Linked DNA regions of Mus musculus: region 1 is linked to region 2. A link is a contact called in public promoter capture Hi-C data. All regions are on one chromosome and are shown on one strand. Each heading gives the region's core, a stretch centred on a gene start, on an enhancer-like site or on the middle of the called end of the contact. The rest is flanking DNA. Distances are from core to core; before and after follow the strand shown.

What was found. Promoter capture Hi-C pulls out the DNA fragments that hold promoters and counts their contacts.
Region 1: a promoter capture Hi-C map of pre-B cells shows a contact between it and region 2, with 10 times the contacts expected there. The contact joins the promoter of Sin3a here to the promoter of Npat in region 2. A contact is called at or near these places in 2 of 39 promoter capture datasets (cranial neural crest and pre-B cells).

Annotation. Positions count from the first base shown.
Region 1 is chr9:57,073,346-57,078,617 of GRCm38.p6, forward strand. It overlaps Sin3a (transcriptional regulator, SIN3A (yeast)), which reads left to right and starts at 3,031. Exons shown (of 22, transcript NM_011378.2): 1 at 3,031-3,285. It overlaps 2700012I20Rik (RIKEN cDNA 2700012I20 gene), which reads right to left and starts at 2,704. Exons shown (of 2, transcript NR_152107.1): 1 at 2,613-2,704; 2 at 1,858-2,498.
Region 2 is chr9:53,534,538-53,540,105 of GRCm38.p6, forward strand. Npat (nuclear protein in the AT region) reads left to right here and starts at 2,510. Exons shown (of 18, transcript NM_001081152.1): 1 at 2,510-2,651. The coding sequence starts at 2,615. It overlaps Atm (ataxia telangiectasia mutated), which reads right to left and starts at 2,134. Exons shown (of 63, transcript NM_007499.3): 1 at 2,026-2,134.

The DNA of each region.
Region 1 (5,272 bases), core at 1,781-4,280, 3.5 Mb after region 2:
CCATCTCTGCCTCCATTGCCTGGCCAAGACTGTTTACTATCTCTTGCAGGGAGCTTGTGCAACCGGCCTGGAGGGGACCCGAGAGGGGCGGGGACATTTCCTCTTCCACCCACTTTGGGTTCTCCAGAGGCTCCGCCTTCTCTTGTCTTTCACTGGTTGGATTCGAGTCCCTCTTTCCCTTCTCGTGTATGCATTGGATGATATTCTCTAGAGCTCCGCCTATCGGGAGGTTGGACTGGAGTTTAAGTTGCTAAAATTTTTTTTCTTCGAAGGGCGGAGGGAGGATTCCTGGGGCTTACGTGAGGTACAAGCCCCCGTCCCTGTTTCTGATTGGCGAATTGGATAGGCCTTCCCCTTCTGGGGTAAGCTAGGAGGAGACGTTCTCCTCCCTGCCCCCCCTTTCTCGTGAGCGCGCTCAGCACATGGTTGAGGCCCTTTTAGCTCCCTGCAACTTCCCTCCCGCCCGGAAGTCTCAGGCTCCGCGCCCTTAGTTAGGGGGGCGGGGAAAGCCTTGGAGGCACACAAAGATTCTTCCGAGTCTAGGGATCGGCTAGCCTTCGAGGTGAAGCCCGACAATTGCGCTGTTACTCCAGAAAGCATCGCTCCAGGGCTGCTGCACGGAGGGGAGGGAATGAGTTCTACCCTCCAGCCCGATCAACTTTTGCTGTTTTTCTCCGTGCCCCTTGACTTCCTTAAATTTAAGTTTCAGAAAGCTTGGACATTGGCCGCATCCTTAATTCCTTGTGCAAGGCAATCTTGATCCTTAGTCGGCGGAATCTAAGATTATGACAACCTAGTAATGGAACCTTTGGCAAGATCTACGATACCTCGGTCGCTGCAGTCAAGGGAAGTCCGTGAGGCTCATTTCTAGCAAGGATTCGGGGGTGTTTGTTGATACCGTGGTGGGAGTGCTGTACATTGTATGGTAGGTACCCAGCCTGGTGGGTAAGGCAGTTCAGTTAAGGATAGGCATCTGTCAGTTTTGGAGTGCTACTTCAGCCTGGAACGGTTTGGCTAGTTTTTCTTATTTTAGAGCACTGTCCTGGAACAGGGCTTGGCTTGGCTACCGGTGTGGCTGCTCCCACCTGTCGGCCACTCTTGGAGTTCACAACTCTTTACTATGGCCTCACGCCGTGAAGCCATCCTAGGAGTTAGACCCACCTGTTGCCAACACTTGTTTATGGCAGTCTCCGCAGGATTTACAGGAGGACAGTATTGGATTTACGAAACGGTTCCCCGGTGTCGTATCTCCTGGGGACACTCGACTCTAGGGAGGTTCCCTCTCCCCCTTTTGCTCTAGAATGCGGTAAGACTAATCCCACCTAACCTCTCATGGCACAGCGAAAGCCTCCCCAAAGCAAGGTCGGCATCGGGCCCACGCCTTACTAGTGAATAAATAAAAGAACTAGGTCTTTATTATTATTATTATTATTAATTAATTAATGTATTATATGTAAGTACACTGTAGTTGTCTTCAGACACTCCAGAAGAGAGCATCAGATTCCATTACGGATGGTTGTGAGCCACCATGTGGTTGCTGGGATTTGAACTCAGGACCTTTGGAAGAGCAGACGGCGTTCTTAGCCGCTGAGCCATCTCACCAGCCCAAGAACTAGGTATTTCAAAGCACTTTTTGTGTTCAGGCATTGTTACTTACCCAGAAGGCTTAGAGACCGCCATTAACTCACTCTGCTAAGGAGGAATGCCCACCCCCCTTTTTTTTGAAGGGCTGGCCTTAGGGTTCCTAAATTCAGACTATTCCTGCCCTTTCGCGAATGGTTGCGATTACAGCCCTTCCCCTTGAACAGTCATTCTTAAGACCATATCCTTCACACAATCTGGAATTTTTACTCCTTCTGTGAACGTAAGTGCACACTCAAGGTTTATTTATGCAGTGGTCTGTGTGAGGTTTTCAGCCTCTCTTCCTCCAGTTTAAAATGTCCCTGGATCTACCCGACCAATAGAGTATACATTTTCCCTTCATGCTCCGCCTTCCGGAGGCTTGCCCAGGCGGTGACATTTAAAGGCCTCCGCTGGGTTATCTCCGCCCCCTGAGGGCTGCAGATTCTGGTTGTCCCAGTGTCACAGTATTCAGTCAGCCCTAGTGACCAGCTAGTAATATCTGGGCTTTTGGATCAGATTAGAGCTCCAGACCTTAATTTTGGAGTCGGCTTGCTGAAAGTAGCTGCTGAGTGCTCCAGATGGCTGTGTTTAGAAGACCGTGAAAGTGTAAAAATAAGTGGGTAGGAAGGACAAGGCTTTCTGTCATTGTTTTGGTTAATTCTCCACGGCGGGTAATACTACTGCCTTTTCCTTTTCAAATCTCAAAGCCTCGGGTTTCGGCCGCTGAGCTCCCCGCCATCTCCGATCCCGGCCTTGGAACGCTGAGGTTCAGTCTCCAGTGTAAACATTCCACAAAAGGACTGCTAAGGTTCAGCATCCTCGCGCAGGGCGGAATGGTCTCCTTCCTGGACCGGCGCCGTGTCCAATGGCGGCTCCTACCGGCGCCAAGATAGTCCAATCAGATCATTGGGGGCGGGGCCTGGCCCAGCCGTGTAGTGGGTGGAGTCGGCCTCACTTAAGGACATTTTTACCCCACATTGGTTACTTACCTTCCTGGGGCTATGAGAGAAGCAAAGGTAGTCTTCCAATGCAGGGACCGGCGGAGGCGGGAGCCGATTTGTTAGGCCTGTGGCTGGGGCGGTATGGGGAGGGATATGTGAGACTCTCCAATGAGATGTGAAGAGGTACTCCTCTTCCTCCAATAGTATTAGAGCCCGGAGGAGGGATTCGGCAATCAGTCTCCAATAGGCGGGGTTGAGTTAGGGACTCTCCCCGCCAATAGGGGCGTGGAGAAGGTGAGCGGCTCGCTCTCCCCTCCCAGCGAGGGAAGAGGGCGGGAGTAGGTCTTTGCGGCATAGTGATTGGCTAAACCATTGACGGATGGGTAATATATCCCGTGGCGGAGCGAGGTTAAGCCTTCCCTCGGCGGGGCGGGCCGGGAGAGTGGGCGGGATTTCCCGGGTAACAGAGAAGCGGCCGCGGCGGTAGAGGCGGCAGAGACGGTTTCTCCATCTTCCCCCCTCCCCTTCCCCCCTTAGAGTTTCCCTCCCTCCCTCCCTCCTTCCCAGTCTGGGCACCCAGGCCTGTGACCGCTTCGTGGGCGCAAAGGAGGTTGCCAGTCCGCTCTTGCGGGCCTGTGCCCGCGCCGTTCCGGGGCCTCCGTGCTGGGTGCGAGGCTCACGCCGGGAGCGACGCACAGGCTGAGTGGCTGGAGCTTTTGCGGTGAGAGCACGCCGCACCGCGGTCCGCCCAGCAGCTGGGTGGCGGGTAACCCGGGACTGGAGGGCGTGTGTTTTTCGGGGGGGCTGACCTCGGCTTCCCGTGCGTGGCTGTGGGGGGCGGAGCGGAGCCGCACTCAGTGCGGGAGGGGGAGGAGAGCGTAGTCCCGGTGCGCACGGAGGGGCGGGTCCTAGTCCCGCCGATCAGAGGCGGGGCCGGCGCGCGTGCGGTGGTGGAGAAAGGGGCGGGACGGGCTCGCGCTAAAGGCCCGCGGCTGTGACCCCGCCCCTTCTCCCTTATGGGCGGGACCACTGGCTGAACTGCTTTGGGTCCGCGGGGCGTGCGGGACGGGAAGAGGGTCCCGGCGTGTGGCTTTCAGGGCGCGGTGGCGAGGGGGCGTGAAGCCTGTGTTCCCCCGCCTTAGCGGGATCCGGTTGGCCGGAAGGCGCGTCCGGGGCTGTGATGCCACGCCCCTCCCGCCCCGCCCCCTCCGGGATTTCCGCCTCCTTAGCAGTGAAGAGGAGCTGGGGAAAGCCCGCTGTGGCGTCTGGCAGGGGGTCAGGGCTCCGTGTCTGCTCCTCCCAGCATCCCCGTGGGTGGGAGGGCCCCTTGTAGACTGGGAACGGTGGAGGTGTCCGGACTTTATGCTGTGGCTTCTTCATCCATTCTGCTTGGGGCATCGTGGCCCGTAGCTGTAGTCTTCTACTTTGCTTCACACACCATGGATGGCGCCTTAACAGCTAGGGAGAGTAGAAGCGTGGTCAGCTGCTCCTCTTCGTTGTAATTATTGGGACGAGATACTCAGCGTCCTCTCTGGAGTGTCTGCGGTGGGGTGCGGCTGGTGCTGTGCCCTTGCTTCCCCGACAGTGGCCGGTGGGGGAGGGGCAGAGTGATCAGGGACTGGAATTGTGGAGGGCGCCAACCTTCCCTGGAGTTCCCTTGATGTTCAGCTACTGCGCCTTTACGGGTTGATACCTAAAAATTGCTACCATTTTTGGTAGCTTAGGACTTTAAACTCAGTTTACCATTTGAGCTCCTAACAAATCTGAGATTTTATTTCTAGAGAAAGTATTGAATTTATGATTGTAAGTGATGGAGTGAGTTTAGGGCACATAAGCATTGCTTCACCGCTAGGCTATACCCCAAGGCTAAATTTTTTTTTTTTAAGTCAAAGATTTAACTCTCTTTAAGTAAAATACTCTGATTTCTTGACTGATTTCACCTACAGAAGGTTTTGTTACATAAGCTTAGTTTCACAAAGGTAACTTAGAATTTTGTGTTCTCTTTTGGTTTTATGTAACTTCTAGTCCTTAAAGCTTCATGTTGCTCTTTTTAGATACTAAGTAGGTTGAACTGTATGAAACCTATGTGTAGCATAGCTTACCGGCCTGTGTTAGAGAGTTACTTTGGCCATTGTTGGTTTACTGCACATGTAACCATATTAGATGATCTTACTCGAGAACTTCATGAAAAGTGAACATCGAATTCTTAATTTATGTATTGATATCTGAGTATGTGTAAACCACTTTTAAAAAAGATTTATGTTAAAGTGTGTGTGTGTGGGGGGGGGCAGAATAGGATGTTAGATCTCCTGTAGGTGGAGATAACAGGTGGTTCTGAGCCACCTGACATGGAACCCAACTTAGGTCCTTTTACAGGAGCAGTCTGCACTGAGCCATCTCTCTAATCTCATAGTCATGTGTAATTTCTGAAGCTAAATTCTGGATTTGTTCTTTGTTCAGTAGAGGCTGAAAACTGTGCCCTGTGCTGTACTTAATGAAGAGGTTAAATATTCACTTTTCAGCTAAAGAAGTGACACCAGCCATGGTAACAGAATGGAGGTGGAGCCCAAAAGATAAGGACTTGGATGTACTACAGATGGAGTACACTTAAAACGCTAGAAGAGAATTCTTTGGCTTTGAGGAAAGTTTGACCAACCCATAGTTAATTTTACCAATTGAAGTACAGTTTGGAAAATCAGATGACTTAA
Region 2 (5,568 bases), core at 1,260-3,759:
TATGGACAGCTAGAAAATAACTGAACCATACTGATACACAGCCTACCCTCTTGGAGACATCTGGTGACAATGGTGATGATACAAGTATTAATCCATAGTTCCAAGTTGCAACTTATGCCTCAAAGGAAATCAAAATACAGTAGAAAACAAAAGAAGAGAACAGAGAGTGCCACAGCACATTAGTGTAATCCCAATACCAGTGGGAAGGTAAAGAAAGGAGGATAGAAGTTTAAGGTCACCCTCAGTGAGATCAATGCCACACTGAGCTAAAGAAGCTCATACCCCCCCCCAAATTACAACAGTTTATCATTTAGATTAAATTGTTATGAATTAAGTAAATGCAAGATCTGAATGAACTGAATGGCAGAAAGAGGCAGAAAGGGGGGGGCAGTGAGGGAGAGGAGAGGGAGAGGAAGGGAGGGAGGGAGAGGGAGTAGGGGAGGGAGGGAGGAGGGGGAGGGAAGGAAAGAGAGAGAGGCAGGTAGATCTGTTGAATTCAAGGCTAGCCTGGTCTACAGAAAGAGTTCCAGGACAGCCAGGGCAACAGAGAAACCCTGACTCAAAAACAAACAAACCAACCAACCAAATAGTGGTGGGTGGCAGAACCAAAGCTATCCAACTAGATGAAGAGAGCTATCAAGTGAACAAATGCTGAGACATTAAAACAAGTAACATAGTTCAGCTCCCAACATTCAACTAAAAAAGCTTCCTAAGCAACAGCCCCTGAACAGACAAATCAAATCTTCCTTTTGAGGGTTCAGTCAAGTTGATGCATTTTGACAATAATTACATCTCCCCTTCCCAGAAATAACCCCACCTGTGGCATGTTAGTCTTGGCTAGTGGTAAAAAGCACTGGGGCTCAGTCAGGTATTGCAGGCCTAGGGGAGGCTCAGGCAGCACAATTGTGAGTTAGGGGCTAGCCTGGGTTGCAAAAGGGTGGGTTCTATGGTCAGGCTGTATTGTTCGGATCCAGGTCCATTCAATTAACAGTTATCCAACCTGCAACATGTTGGTTAAACTGGCACCTGTTTTCTGGATGCTAGATGAGAAAATGATACCAGTATCTACTTTAAGGAGTTCGTTTCCGTTTCTGTTTCCCTCTCCCCCACCACACACCTACTTTCTCTTTCTCTCTCTTACTATCTCACTCTTTCTCTCTCTCTCTCTCTCTCTTTCTCTCTCTCTCTCTCTCTCTCTCACACACACACACACACACAGCAAATATTCAGTATAACTGTCATCCTGTTACTGTCTTCTCTTACGATCGCTTTATAAATCTATTTGATGACTGTTTTTTTCCTCCTCTTCTTGCTCTCATCCCTTCCTCTGGCTTCAATACACTGGAAACTTGCAAAATCTGTATCACTCAATAACAAGAGCTCGTTACACTTTGTGCCTTTCCATGCACTTCCTTCTGTCTGAAAGCTTCGCTACCATCTTGCAGAAGAATTTACACCCGGCAAGATCTAGCAGCAAAGTCGATTCTTTCAGGCTCAGTTTCCACAGAACCAGTCCTTCCTCGGCTAACACAGTTTTTCCTATCACATTGTCGCTTTGAAAAAGTAGCTGTCTACTTATCTGTGCCAGGTGGCGGGGGTGGGACCGGGGAAGGAGCGCAGGTTAAACATTTTCAAAGGCTCAGAGTGGCTGCCACTTACCTACTACAGACAACACAGGCAATACAACTGACAATGAGAATACGAGACTGTGATTTCCAAGGGCCAGTGCTCTTAACTACGAACATGTGCAAACCTGTAGCTTAAATATAAATAAACGCTCTGAGACTAAAGTATGAGATTTAAAAAATCTAGATCGACCAGAACCCTTAAGATGACAGATAGGAAAGAGGGACGTGCAGAAGGGAAGATTTAGGCTCACTCCATCTAGGGTCTGCAGAAAGAGGGAGAAGATGACGGCCGTTCTGCAGAGAAGGGGTAAGAGCCATTCGGAAGCTGAGGAAAGATGGGCTCAGAAGAGAATTTTCCCCTCACAGAAGTCCCCGAGCGTTCGTCCCTCGCTCCTACCGCTGCATTCTGCCTGCCAATGCAAACCCAGGTCGCTTCGCCTTTTCCCGCGTGCACGGATCTAGCAGCTGGTTCTGTACGCACGCCTTCCCGCTTCCGGCTCTATAAAGCAGCAAGTTGGTAAGGCACGGGTGCCCCAAAGGAAGAAGTCGGCATGCGCCGCCGCACGACTGCGCTTGCGCGTAGGCATCACGCGCTCTCCAACTCAAAACACTCGCTCCCCTCAAAACAGTCTCCCGGCCTGAGGAAACGCGCCTGCGCAGTGCGCACCAATGGCGATTGCCCTCGCTCCCGCAACTCCGCCCAGGGGCCGACGCTCCCACAGCCGGCCACCAGGTCCTCTCTGGCCACAACCCTCCGCAGACGGAAATGACGACGGTTCCGAGGAGAACGGAGGCGGGTTTCATTTCGGCGCCTTTCTGTCTCCCGCGGAAGCGATTGGTTAGTGTGGCACGAAAGAGGCGGGACAAATTGCCGCGGGTTCAGCACCTCCAGTGGAACCGGGAGATGCGGCGGCGCCGGGGCTGTCGCCGTGTTTGCTTTGAGTTGAGTCTCGTCCCTTCAGGCCGCTCCCTGTGCAGCTCGGATCATGCTGTTACCCTCGGATGTAGCCAGGCTGGTATTGGGTAAGCGGCGGCCTGGGAGGGCGGGTGATCGGACCCGGGCTGAGGGGACGGAAAGACCAGGGGCTGAGGGGGAGGGCTGCTCGGGGTGGGGAAGCTCTGAGGAGTGGTCTGCTCCCGTCCAAGTTCAGACTAGCGGAGAGGCTCGGTCCCTCGGCGCCTTGGGACAGTCGAAGCTCCTCGGTGTAGGGATGTCCCTTCTCCTCCTGCTGCGCGATGGGGGCAGCCGAAGGGAGAAAGAAGCTCGGCGGGGAACACCTGGGGCCTGGATTCCGAGGCACAGCCAGGCCCGCTGGGACACCTGAAGGAGTGTCGCCTGCGTGATGGACGAGGCTGCGTGTCCCCTACCCTTTCCCTTGTCAAGAGCCGGGACTGATAAAGGAAAAGGCGGGGGGACCCCCGCTTCCCCGGCCGCCCAGCCTTGTGGAAAGACTTTCCGACGCCCTTACCCATAACCCGACCTTAGCACTGGGAATTTGGGACACAGGGAGGGCCCCACACCCCTGGCCCACCATAGTGGCTTGAAACGCCAATTGCATATTTCAGAACGGCAGCGTGTCGTGTTCTTGAGCAAATATTTAGGAGGTACGACGACTGACTTCTGGTTGCACACGTTCTAGCCCTCGTTTTCCTCCATTTTCGAAAAGGGTTTGTTCATAGACCACTGGTTGGTCGGGAGATACTGTCTCTGGAAAAGACTGTTTTCGTTGTTTGTCCTGTGAAAGAATAAAAGGGATTGTTCTGTAGGGAACAAGAGCCTCTTAGGCTCAAAACTGGACAGTGACTTTGAAACGTTATTTGGGACATCTCTAAAAGAAAGTGGTCGAAGTATGAGGACTCATTCCATAGTTTCCACAGCCGTTACGAACATTTGCTTTGTGCCCAGCCCTGTCCAAAAAATAAAAATTGCACATTAGGCAGGACTTATTTAAGAGGCTCTGTACGATTCTACTGTCCATTTTTTGAGAAACTTAAATACAAAAACTAGTGTTTTGAATGTTTTCATCTTCATCAGACTTGGATAGTTAAATTTATACCTGTGATTTTTAAACTTAGCTTTCTTGTAATTTTAAAATTAGGCTCATACAAAATTGGTTAAAAGTAGACTCACATGATTTTTTTTCTCCCCACCTATACGTATTGTTTAGGTAAGAACTGCGACTTTTAGCAGTCTTGTGATCCATATAAAATTCCATGATCATAGCCTCAAAAGTGGCTTTTGGAGTTTGGTAGTATGAACATTGAAAAGTGGATAATTTTTATGAGGATTTTTCCATGTTTTCTTTCCTCAGATTTTATGGGATGCTTAATAGCAACCCTGATTTCATTAGATACAAGTAGGATGTCATTCCTTCATGTAAGAAAGGGGGTGGGGAGGGGCTTTATATACTGTCAGCATATCCCCTGAAGAGAAAGTCCTGCCTTGTTAAGAAAACCTTAAGGAAATGACAGGGCCTTTCTAATTGGAATAATTATGTTTCTGCCCCACTAACAAGGTAACTTATTCTCTTGATGCCTAGAAACTCAAGTTGTTGCTTTTCATCCTTAAAATCATCTTTGTTGTTCAGATTCTGCTTTCAGTGCCATGAATTCCAGCATGCCTCCCATTCTGTTTTGGAATTGTGATGCCTTTCCTCATACTCTACTTGCAATTCATGTATACTCGGGTTGCAAATATTGCTGAAGCATCTAAAAATTGAACCTCTTTTGAACTTGGAATACAAAAAAAGCCTCCCACTATTTTCAGTTCTGTGATTTAGTACTATCTTTACACACACACACACACACACACACACACACACACACACTTCTATCTACAGGTTTATTGCTTGCTCAGGGTCCTTCTGTGGTACCCCCTTACCATCTTTAGCCCCTCTTTCTTGATTGCATATGGTCTTTGTTGTTGGTTGTTCTGTTGTCTTGTTCCAAACACTGCCAGATTTTTAAGCATAAGAGGAAAAGTAATTTTACTTAACATTCACTTCTTTCTTTCTTTATTTTTTTTACCCTTTAATACCAAAACATTTTTCTCAACTCCCTCTCACATTGTCCAGTGCCCTGTGTCACCCAGGAGATTACTAGTAAAACCGCCTGTTACTTAGTAGCTTTACTAGTTCACGTTCCTCTAACTCTTCAGCTTACTGCACTGAATTATTCACCTAAGTGTTCTCTACTCAGCCAGCTATTTATTGCCTCGATGGAATTTTTCAAACTCTTGTAGAGACCAAGATACATTGCTTGCTGCCTCTAGGTCATCAGTTTGGCTTTTACTAATATGTCATAGGAAGTGCTCTGTGGAGCTGGTTTCTACCCAGCCTCATCTTTTCAATATTTGCGCTAGGCTACAGTATACTAAAGTACTTACATTTTTTGAAATAGTATATTCCTTTCCCCCTGTGTTCCTTGTATTAAAGGTTCAAGTTAAATGTGATATCAGAAAGTTCTTTCAGTAGCCACTGTCCTATTAAAGTAACTTTGTTGGTGGATAAGAGATTTTCTTGGTGAGGTACACATAACAAAATTGATAATTACAGCTATTTTTAAGTTTATGGTTCTGTAGTATTAGTTACTACTGTCTACCTCTAAATTTTCTTTCTTCTTACTAAACTGAAACTTTCTTAATCAGTATTCTCTATTCAAACAAGAATTTTTGGATTCAAGTTTCAGAGTTCTTAGGAACTTCAAAAATGTTAAGTTCTATGTATAAAAGGAGCACTTTTACGATTGAAGGGTTCAGATTTTTTTTCAATTTCATAACTAGGTTAGTTTCTGTATGAGTTGGTGTCCATTCAGAAAACAGAAACTAAGTCCTATGTTTAATGTGATAGGATTTAATGAAGGACTTGGTTACACAGGTGGTGCCAAAGCTTCTTAGCTTATGGGATGAAGGAACTCAGCACAGCAGGAAGCCATGCTAATC